2 separate regions of the Mus musculus genome follow, and region 1 is linked to region 2. A link is a contact called in public HiChIP or PLAC-seq data. All regions are on one chromosome and are shown on one strand. The core of a region is the stretch at or near the end of the contact, and the rest is flanking DNA. Distances in the headings are between cores, read along the strand shown.

Region 1 (4,685 bases), core at 1,892-4,391, 260 kb before region 2:
TCTTACTGTGTTTTATTATTTCATAGAAATAATATACTTTACTTTACTCTGCTAAAGGATTTTGGTGGTGGTGGTTTGAATTGGTGACCTGTGCTGTAACTCGTGTTGGCCTGGAACTCTCTATACCCTCCCAATACTGGCATCCAGTTTTTGGTAATCCTCCTGCCTCAGCCTCCTGAGCGCTAGGATTATTATAGTCAAGTGTCCCACTCCTGGCAAGGAGAAATAGTCCCCCTCTTCTCTTTTGGGGATCTTGGTCTGCATGCAAGCCCATTGCTCACGCGTGCCTCCTGGGAGTGGAACAAATTCCCAGTGAGAGAAGCAGGGACCAGAAGCAGCGGGAATAGCGGGAATAGCGGGAATAGCGCTACTGGGGGTTCTTCAGGCTTTTCTTGCCTTAACTTCTCTGGCGGACTCCCAGCCGGGTCGGTTAATGTGCCTAAGGATCATGTTAGTGCTTGCTGAAGGAGGACCCAGTGCATCAGCTCCTCCCTCTTAGAGCATTCTCTCCTGGGTAAACTGTAAAGAGGCTGTGCCTGCGTAGAGCACATCCTGGAGCAGACTCAGAACCCCACCCACGCCCTTTGTAATTAGGCCGTGTTAACACGTGAAGTGCTGCCTGGTCAATAGTCAGAGCTAAGCGAGTGTGTATGTGCTCGTTTTAAGTGAATCACCATTCATATACTCATCAGTGGCCCACAGTGCCAGGCGTGTGCCAAGCAAGGGCTGTCTTCTGTCATCTTGTGAATAGCTCTGTGAATTGGGGATGCTGTTCCCCTGATTAGATGTCACTGCTGGACCGTAGGCAGCCAAGTACTTGTCCCGAGCTAAGTGGTGAGTGGTAATGAAGACTGCCTGGCACCAGAGCTTCTCAGTGTCCCCAGGAGCGTTAGAGCATTCCGCATCTGCTCTCGCCCTCCAAAACCAGAGACCGCTCCCATGGAAACAGGTCTGCTACAGAAGAGGAGGGAAGACCCTGCCGTAGCAAGCACAGAGATTTCACTTGGACTCCTTTGTTCTCCACAGATTCCTCAGGACAGCTCAGATGCCATCGTGAGCAAGGCCATCGACTTGTGGCACAAACACTGTGGGACCCCAGTGCATTCGGCCTGACAGCTCGTGACTACATGGGCAGTCTGCAGGCCCTCCCTGAGCACTTCGTTCACATCACCTGCTCTACCAACTGGTTAGAAACAATAGTCTCACTGTGGTGCTCAAAATGTAACTACCACCCCTTCCCCCAATCAGTAAAATAATTTAATCAAAATGCCTGGCGTGGCCATGATGTGAAGCTGCATCTCTTGGTGACACCCACATGCAACTCTGGGACAGGGCACTTAGGGAACTGCTCCTGGTCTTAGGCAGCTTAGCTTAGGTGCAGCCAGGGCACTCTTGTGAATGGTAAGAGCGGAGCCCTGCCTCCCTCTGAGCACCAACATTAGTTAGGAAGGACTGGTTCTGGAAGAAGAGCAGCTTTCTTTCCCTGGCCTCTCTGATTTGGCTTTTGTCTTCTGTTGCCCTAGAATGTGTACAAGTGTGAGCTGACTGCCATCTCATGCTCTGTCTGGCTAACCTGGCGTGTAAGCAGTCCCTGCATTCCCTTGTGTGTTCCCTCCCTTTGTGCCAGCCGGAATGAATCCTTGTCTTTTCTTTCTTGGGACAAGGCCTCATTCCATACCTCACTTTCTGGAACTCTTTATGTAGCTGGCCTTGAACTCCTAGCGGTCCTCCTGCCTCAGCCTCCTGAGTGCTGGGATTTTATTTAAAAAAAAAAAACCCTCAAAATTTACCATCTAGAAGGGGTGAGCACTTGCTTGGTCTTTGTGGGTCTCTTGGTGTTTTCTAACAAATCACTAACTGTCAGGTGCACTTTCCACAGCCCTGTGCTACCACAGGATGGGGAGGGGTGGAGGTTAGGGTTAATAGCTGATGATCCTCGGGCCATGTTCTGTCACACAATGGTCACCCTTCATGAAGCATTTGATGACTTTGAGACTGAAATGGGGCCCTTGTTTCCGGCTTCCTCAGCTCACAGTCCTGAAAGAATGTGGAGAGTAAGTCAGACATTTTCGTGCCATCTCCCTGTGCACAGTGCGGGGAGATGCTGAAGTGGAGTTATGCTTCTGAGAACCCAGCCCCTCCTCAATGTGTGAAGTAGCTGGCCACAAGGAGCAGAGAAGAAACGGAGCTACTGAGCCCAGCTGGTCAGTCTGCAGGGTACCAGACAAAGGATGTCTTTAAAAATGAACTAGGAACTCCATTCAGAGGAAAACCCTCTTAAAACAAATTGCCACCTGCAGTTAATATTTTAAAAAGTGATTCTCTGCCAACCATTTATTTAGTAACTACTCCAGTAATCTGAAGAACTTTGAGGACATAGGGAAAGCACGCATGCAAAGGAAGCTATCTCAGCGGGATCTGTCCTAGTGATCACAGAGAATATGTGAAGCTCACAGAGACACGATAAAGAACGTGTGTTCCTTCTCTGTGTGTGCGTGTCCACGTGTGCAGAGATGAGTGTACTTGGGTACATGTGTAGAGGCCAAAGTCCACCTCTGGTGTTTCTGAGGAAGGCCATCCACCTTGTTCTGTGAGACAGGGTCTTTGAGACCTGGGACTTGCCTGTTAGGTTAGCTAGGCTAGGTGGATTGCGAGCCTCAGGGATCCTTCTGTCTCTGCTTCACCAGCTTGGAGATCACAGCACACGCCACCTGTGTTCTGCTTTTTCTCTGGGTGCTGCGGGTGAAGCTCGGGTCCTCAGGCTTGCAGAGTAAAAGTTGTATGGACTGAGCTACCTCCCCAACACGGGTTCCTTTGCCTTACCGTGGATGTATTATTTGAACATCTTTAGTGAAATCGATGTGTTGAAATCCACTGGTGTTTGTGATCGCCAATCCCAGGAGATACAAAAGAACTAGCAACCCTGCCCTGGATGCTGGGGAGGTGGGCTGCCTTGAGTGTGCACAGGGGACCAGACAGGAGGCCTGCAAGCTGAGGGCTGCAGACTCGGAGGCTGCAGTTGCTCTCCTTGCTGTTCTCCCAAGGTCAGAAGGTCTGTTGTGGTGGACTCCTGCTGTACTGCCCTGGGCCCAGACAACACCTTGCATGTGCGCACTGTCAAACCCAGTCTGATGAAACCTGTCCACAAAGTGACTCAGAGTGACAGCATGCATATTTTTCTTATTAGAAACTAAGCAGCCAAGGGCTCTTTGAGAACTCTATGAGAACTCCAGCACACAGGGACCCACTAGTTCATGGCAGAACTATCTGGAGAGAGCTCAGCATTTAGCTTCTGCCTCCCTCCCCCGCCCCAACACCTCTAATAAAAGTGCCTGTGTTCTGTTTCTGCAGAACATTGTCAGGATGTAGGGAAGTGTTGGCTACATAAAGCCCAGGGTGCTAGTCACGGCCAGGGCTGGAGTTGTAATGTGGAGTCTTCTGCTTTGTAAAGCTGGGACTTACCATGGTAAACTTAGTTCTGGTCTGTCTCTTCTAGAGTCTTTAAGCACCAATGACAGAAGCTCAAAACCTTCTGGGACTAGAGACACAAAGGAAAAGGGATGTGTGGGCGTGTATATAAGTGGAAGGGGCTAATATATATGTGGTGTTTGTGGGTATATATACCATATACATATGTATATATCCACATATATGTGGTATATGTAGAAGGGGACTGGTATATATGTGGTGTGGGGGATAGGTGTGTATGTGGAATGTGTATTTGTGAGTATATATGTCAAAGGGGGCTGGTATCTATGAGGTAAGAGTGTGTGAATAGGTAGGTGTACATGTAGATTATATAGAGGGTCAGTGTGTGGCATGTGTATGTGTGTTGGGTATATGTATATGTGGAATGTATGGTAGTTGTATATTTGTTGTGTGTAAGTATGCCTGGTGTATATGGGGGGTCTGCCTGTGTGTTGGAATATGTGTGGCTTTGCCCTCATGACAGTTGGAACTTTTGAGGGAGGCAGTATGGAGCAGAGACTTTGACTGACCTGCTTCTAAATGCTGCCCCTGCCTCTCTGGTGCCCCGGCCATTTGGTGTCTGGCTCCTTAGTTTCCCTTCCTCCTGACTTAGATGTGAGTGCACTCCTACTTATGAGTCAGCACTGAATGGAGGGCTGGGTTGCTGGAGAGGCCCCGGGGCCTACCCACTGGGAGCTGATTGCTAACAGAACATAAGCAGTAAGCATCTGTTTCCTTCTAGCTGAGAGCACCTTTCACCTCCCGAGCTGGCACACAAGGTAGATACGTGACTCTGAGATGCAAGGTATCAGGGGGAGAGGTGTCAGGATAGCCTTTGGATAAGGGAGCAGGGCGCTGCGGCTCTCCCTGGTTCTGTGCTCCAAGCCCACCACTCAGCTTTCCTTCCCCCAGCCTCACACTTGGATCTTTATCCACGTCCTATCGCATACATGTTGGTGTGCCATCACATGTGGTCTCTGGGAACACTCAGTCACAGCAAGATGTGGTGGGTTCCAGCTATACTCCCAGCTCTCTGGAAGTGAGGATGACGAGCTCAGGGCCAACCTGGGCTATGTGAGACCCTGTCTCATAACAAAAGTAAAACTCCAAAGAAAAGCAAACACCCCCCCCCCCCCCCCCAGAGCACTCTGGAATGGGAATGCCTGTATCCTTATGGTTAGTTACGGAGGGTGTGGCTGGATTCTGCCTGTTGAGCC
Region 2 (4,341 bases), core at 655-3,154:
ACCTTGCAGAGCTGGAAGGAGATGCCCATCACCTGAAAGTAGTCACTTTAGGTTATTCCTGACGGATGGGCAAGTCAGAGCCTGGGATTTAGATGAAATGTGAGCTCACAACTTAATTCAGTTCAGGTTCTGGCAAGAAATCACTTCCCCAGCATCCTTAGGAAAAGAGGCTTGCTGGACTGGGAAAGAGAGAGGAGACCAACCAGATGCAGGGCATCAAGCTGGGGGAAGCCAGACCTCCATAAGAAAGCTGGTGTGGATTCTGGGAATATAAAGGATGTGATGGGATTCAGGTCATTTTCCAACCTGTTTCGACCTGATCTAAACGATAGGAATAGGAAGTTGAAACATATAACATTATATGTGAGTTAAGATAATAAGGTGAAAGCCAGGCATGGTGGCACACGCCTTTAATCCCAGCACTCGGGAGGCAGAGGCAGGCAGATTTCTGAGTTCGAGGCCAGCCTGGTTTACAAAGTGAGTTCCAGGACAATTAGGGCTACACAGAGAAACCCTGTCTCAAAAAACCAAAAAACCAACCCCCCCCCTCAAAAAAAAAGATAATAAGGTGGCATATCACTAAGCTATCCACTACAGACTGCCCATAGGCTTATACTCAAGTTGGTTCACTGATACACGTGGTCTGACTGAGGACGGAAAATGAACACTGGGCAGTAGAGTGGCCACAATGTTAGATTCCCAAAGAAAACTCACCCTTCATCCAGGGGGTGGGGGTGGGAGAATCCCTGGCCTTGACACACTATGTAAAGAGAAGAACCTATATTAAAGAATAATATTTCATCCCAACCATTGTAGAAATACCTTCCAGTGGAAGGATTCCTCAGATAGCTCACATATAACACAGGGGAGGAGGGAGAGCCACTCTGTTTCTCAGTTTTAAGATTTGATTCCCCAGAAGCACAGAGTAATCATTTAGCTAGACCATACACATTGCTCTGCAAGAAAGGCAGAGATGGGAAATGGTTTTGTTTTGTTTTTCTCTTCATCAACCTCTCAGAGTTCTCCTTTTCCCTTCCAGTAATATCTTATACTATTGTATTCTGATCTGAAAAAAAAAAAAAGGCCATAAGGTTCTAGATAATTCCAAGACCAGTCACATCACTCTTCGTCCAAAGCCTAGGCTGAACACCAGCTGTGGAGATGCAGCTGTTACACAGGAAAGACAGGTGAATCCCAGTGTCTCGGGGCTGAGTTGTCGGTTGCAGATTGTATGGCTGAGGGTTTCAGAACTGTAATCCTGTTTGTTGAGAATCCCTGCCAGTAAACTTGGGGGAAGCAGGCCAGGTTTATGTCAAGCTAAATGGAAGTACATCCCAAGACATCTGCATAACCTGTGTGTGGCTCAGGGGGGAGTAGGTGGAGCCGTGAATACTGATGCAGGAGTTTAATTTTAAAGTAATTGTGTAGGCATATTCCACCATGTGTGGGGAGTTCAGAAAAATGAAGATTGGACCGTGGAAAGGTTTCAGGGAACATAGAAAAAGACCATCTTTCTCTGAGTTGCCTTTGTCTTTGGTCTGCATCAATGTCTTTGGGCAGGCTAAAAAGAATTTCTATAAGACTGATGGGCTGAGTGTCAGCAACACAGGCTTTATAGGCAATTACATTTAAAACAAACAGCCTCAAGTAGTTTTCATAGATATGCTTGCTTTTTTTTCCCTTAAACTGCCCCACTCTCTCCTCCCCTGCTACATTCACAGTCATTTGTTTGTTATTTTGGTAAGCCTAAACTCTCTGCAGTTTTAACCCTTCACTCATCCAATCTAATGTTCACTGGACTCTTCCAAGTTAAGTGCAAGTCACTGTGCTACGTTGCTGCCAAGGACCATGGAAGGCTCTTGTTCCCTCAAGGAATGTGCAGGATTACGAAAGCTAGAATAGCAGAAATGCAAAGAATGACGAGGGTAAGGAAGGCAGCACACAGCGGACAGTTATGCAGGAAGGAGAAGACATATCTGCTCTGAGAATCGGCACACAATGTTGGCAAGGTCACCTAGACTCAGACGGGCAGAGATGGGAGAAGAGGCAAAGAGACATTCTAGACGCGGAGAACAGGATATGTAAAACTATGAGGTCACCCAGTGCTAAGCACATCCCATTTTAAGGAGCATAGAGTTGCCTGAACGGTCACTGTCTGACACCCTGGTCCCTGCTGCCTGGAGGGCTGTGTCTGGGAAGGTGACAGGTGAGAGATAATGAATCCTTCTCCCATCCTGGTCAACTTGAGACTACAAAGAGGATGGACATGTAAGATCAAGAGGGGTGAAACGGGCCAAAGAGTGAAGCTTTTAACATCTGTTACTTGTCACATGCACATTCAACTTACAATTGTATTTTCCATCAGCTCCTAGAATAATCAGCACTTTCACATGGTTAAGCAATAAATTAGGCTGCTGTGATGACTAATATGATCGGCCCTCTGTGATGACACAGAATAGCTCTCCTTCATTTGACCAGGATGTTCCAATTACGCTTTACATTTACTGCTTTACAATCAGTAGACATGCCTATATATTGTCACAGGGACTCTCTCTGCTAGTGGCTAATAAGTCCTAATTGTGACAGTGACATCATGTCCATGTGACCAGAAAAGACCCATGCTGATAGCCACTGCCTGAACCAGAAGAGGTCTTATGAACATTGATACAAAGATGCTGTGTTATGTAGCAAATGTTTGACAATTCAATGAGAGGGGTCTTTAATATCTAGTTTAGTTTTTGGAGAATACTACTATTTACAGATTTCCCACAATACAGTGCAAAATTTCTCGTGTGTATGTGTATGCTCGAGTTCTAGGAAAGCTCACTGCATTTAATTCCCCCACCATGTATAAAAGTAGAAAAGGAGTGTATTTCTAAATGATTTGCTATCCCATCAGTTGGAAACAACACAATCAAGCAATGAATGTAGGTAGGTACAGCCAGGTTAGGCATCCCTTCAAGATATGAATGTGTGGCAGGGTTATGCAGATAACTGACCACCGAGGCTGCATTACCAGCTCCATAATAGAGATATGGGCCTTTCAGAGCCCTCTGTTAATCATATGTGCACTGTGAACTCCTAAAAGCAAGTCTTGCTGGCAGATCTACATCTTACATACAACGTTTGGCAGTCTTCACAGGGACTTAGTGGGTTCAGTCATGTTCAGTGATTATAATCATAAAGAAAATGAATCCAAGGGGAGAACATGGGAGGCTGCTTGAATTCTTCAAGTATCAAAAAAAAAAATGATACTGGGCACTGGAAAGATGGCTCAGCAATTACGAGCACTGGCTGCTCTTGCAAGAATTTTTTTTTTTTAAAGTATGGATCCCAGCACTCAAATGGCAGCTCACAATTTTCAGTAACTCCAGTTCCAAGGGATCCAATGAGCACTTTTGACTTCTGTGGGCACTACATACATGTAGTACACATACATACATGCAGGCTAAATATGCGTGCACACACACACACACACACACACTGTACACAAAGTGAATGCAGAGGACCTGGGTTTCACTGTCCCACAAGGAAGCACACACTCAGGTTCTGGACTACTGATCGAGTGAGGTCGTAGGACGCTTTCAGCTTCTTGTAGGAAACAGGTTTTAAAAAAACAAGGAGCATTTTTGAGCATGTTAACAGCATAATGGGGCTAAGAGTGGCTCCTTCCCTTTTAGATGGATGGCCTTCCTAACCCATCAAGAAAGACCTATACAAGGTGTCATGGTTTGTATATGCTTGGCCCAGGGAGTGGCACTATTAGTGGCACTGAATGTATGTATGTGTATTGTGATTGTGGCCTTGTTGGAATAGGTTTGTCAATGTGGGTATGGGATTTAAGACCCTCACTCTAGCTGCCTGTAAACCAGTATTCTGTTAGCAGCCTTCAGATGTAGATGTAGCACTCTCAGCTCTGCCTGCACCATGCCTGCCTGGATGCGCCATGCTCGTTGATAATGGACTAAACCCCTAAATCTGTAAGCTAGCCCCAATTAAATGTTGTCCTTATAAAAGTTGCCTTGGTCATGGTGTCTATTCACAGCACTAAAACCCTAACTAAGACACAAGGGTAGAGCCGGCCCAGTGACCACTAGGAATATACCAGTTAAAAGACCATAATAATTCTGTTGCCGATGCAATACAAATGGAGACATTTTGAGCTTCAGATCTTGTTAGTGTTTCATGGCTATTTTGCAAGCTTGGCACACACATTTTTCTCCTGGGACTCAGATTGCTACAGGGATTAGGAGTTAGTATGAAACTGACCTCATTCCACTCTTATTCCTCATTAGGTATGGGCCAGTACTGCTCTAGCAAGAAGGTATATAGAACCGTTTT

What was found. HiChIP or PLAC-seq counts read pairs in DNA pulled down with a chosen protein or histone mark.
Region 1: an H3K27ac HiChIP or PLAC-seq map of the NIH/3T3 cell line shows a contact between it and region 2, with 4 times the contacts expected there. The contact joins two enhancer-like sites. A contact is called at or near these places in 1 of 484 Hi-C or Micro-C datasets (nephron progenitors) and 1 of 115 datasets of contacts at active chromatin or transcription factors (the NIH/3T3 cell line).

What each region holds. Positions count from the first base shown.
Region 1 is chr13:43,148,322-43,153,006 of GRCm38.p6, reverse strand. It overlaps Tbc1d7 (TBC1 domain family, member 7), which reads left to right. Exons shown (of 8, transcript NM_001252639.1): 8 at 1,027-1,267. The coding sequence ends at 1,113. Among named protein-coding and RNA genes, the nearest start is that of Tbc1d7, 21 kb to the left of the region's middle. Within about 2 kb of position 3,141, at least 39 of the 459 cell types and tissues checked have an H3K27ac peak or open chromatin away from gene starts, as enhancers often do. A contact at or near this core is called in the NIH/3T3 cell line, where this site is marked.
Region 2 is chr13:42,887,799-42,892,139 of GRCm38.p6, reverse strand. All of the region lies in intron 3 of Phactr1 (phosphatase and actin regulator 1), which reads right to left. Among named protein-coding and RNA genes, the nearest start is that of Gm52053, 120 kb to the left of the region's middle. Within about 2 kb of position 1,904, at least 32 of the 459 cell types and tissues checked have an H3K27ac peak or open chromatin away from gene starts, as enhancers often do. A contact at or near this core is called in the NIH/3T3 cell line, where this site is marked.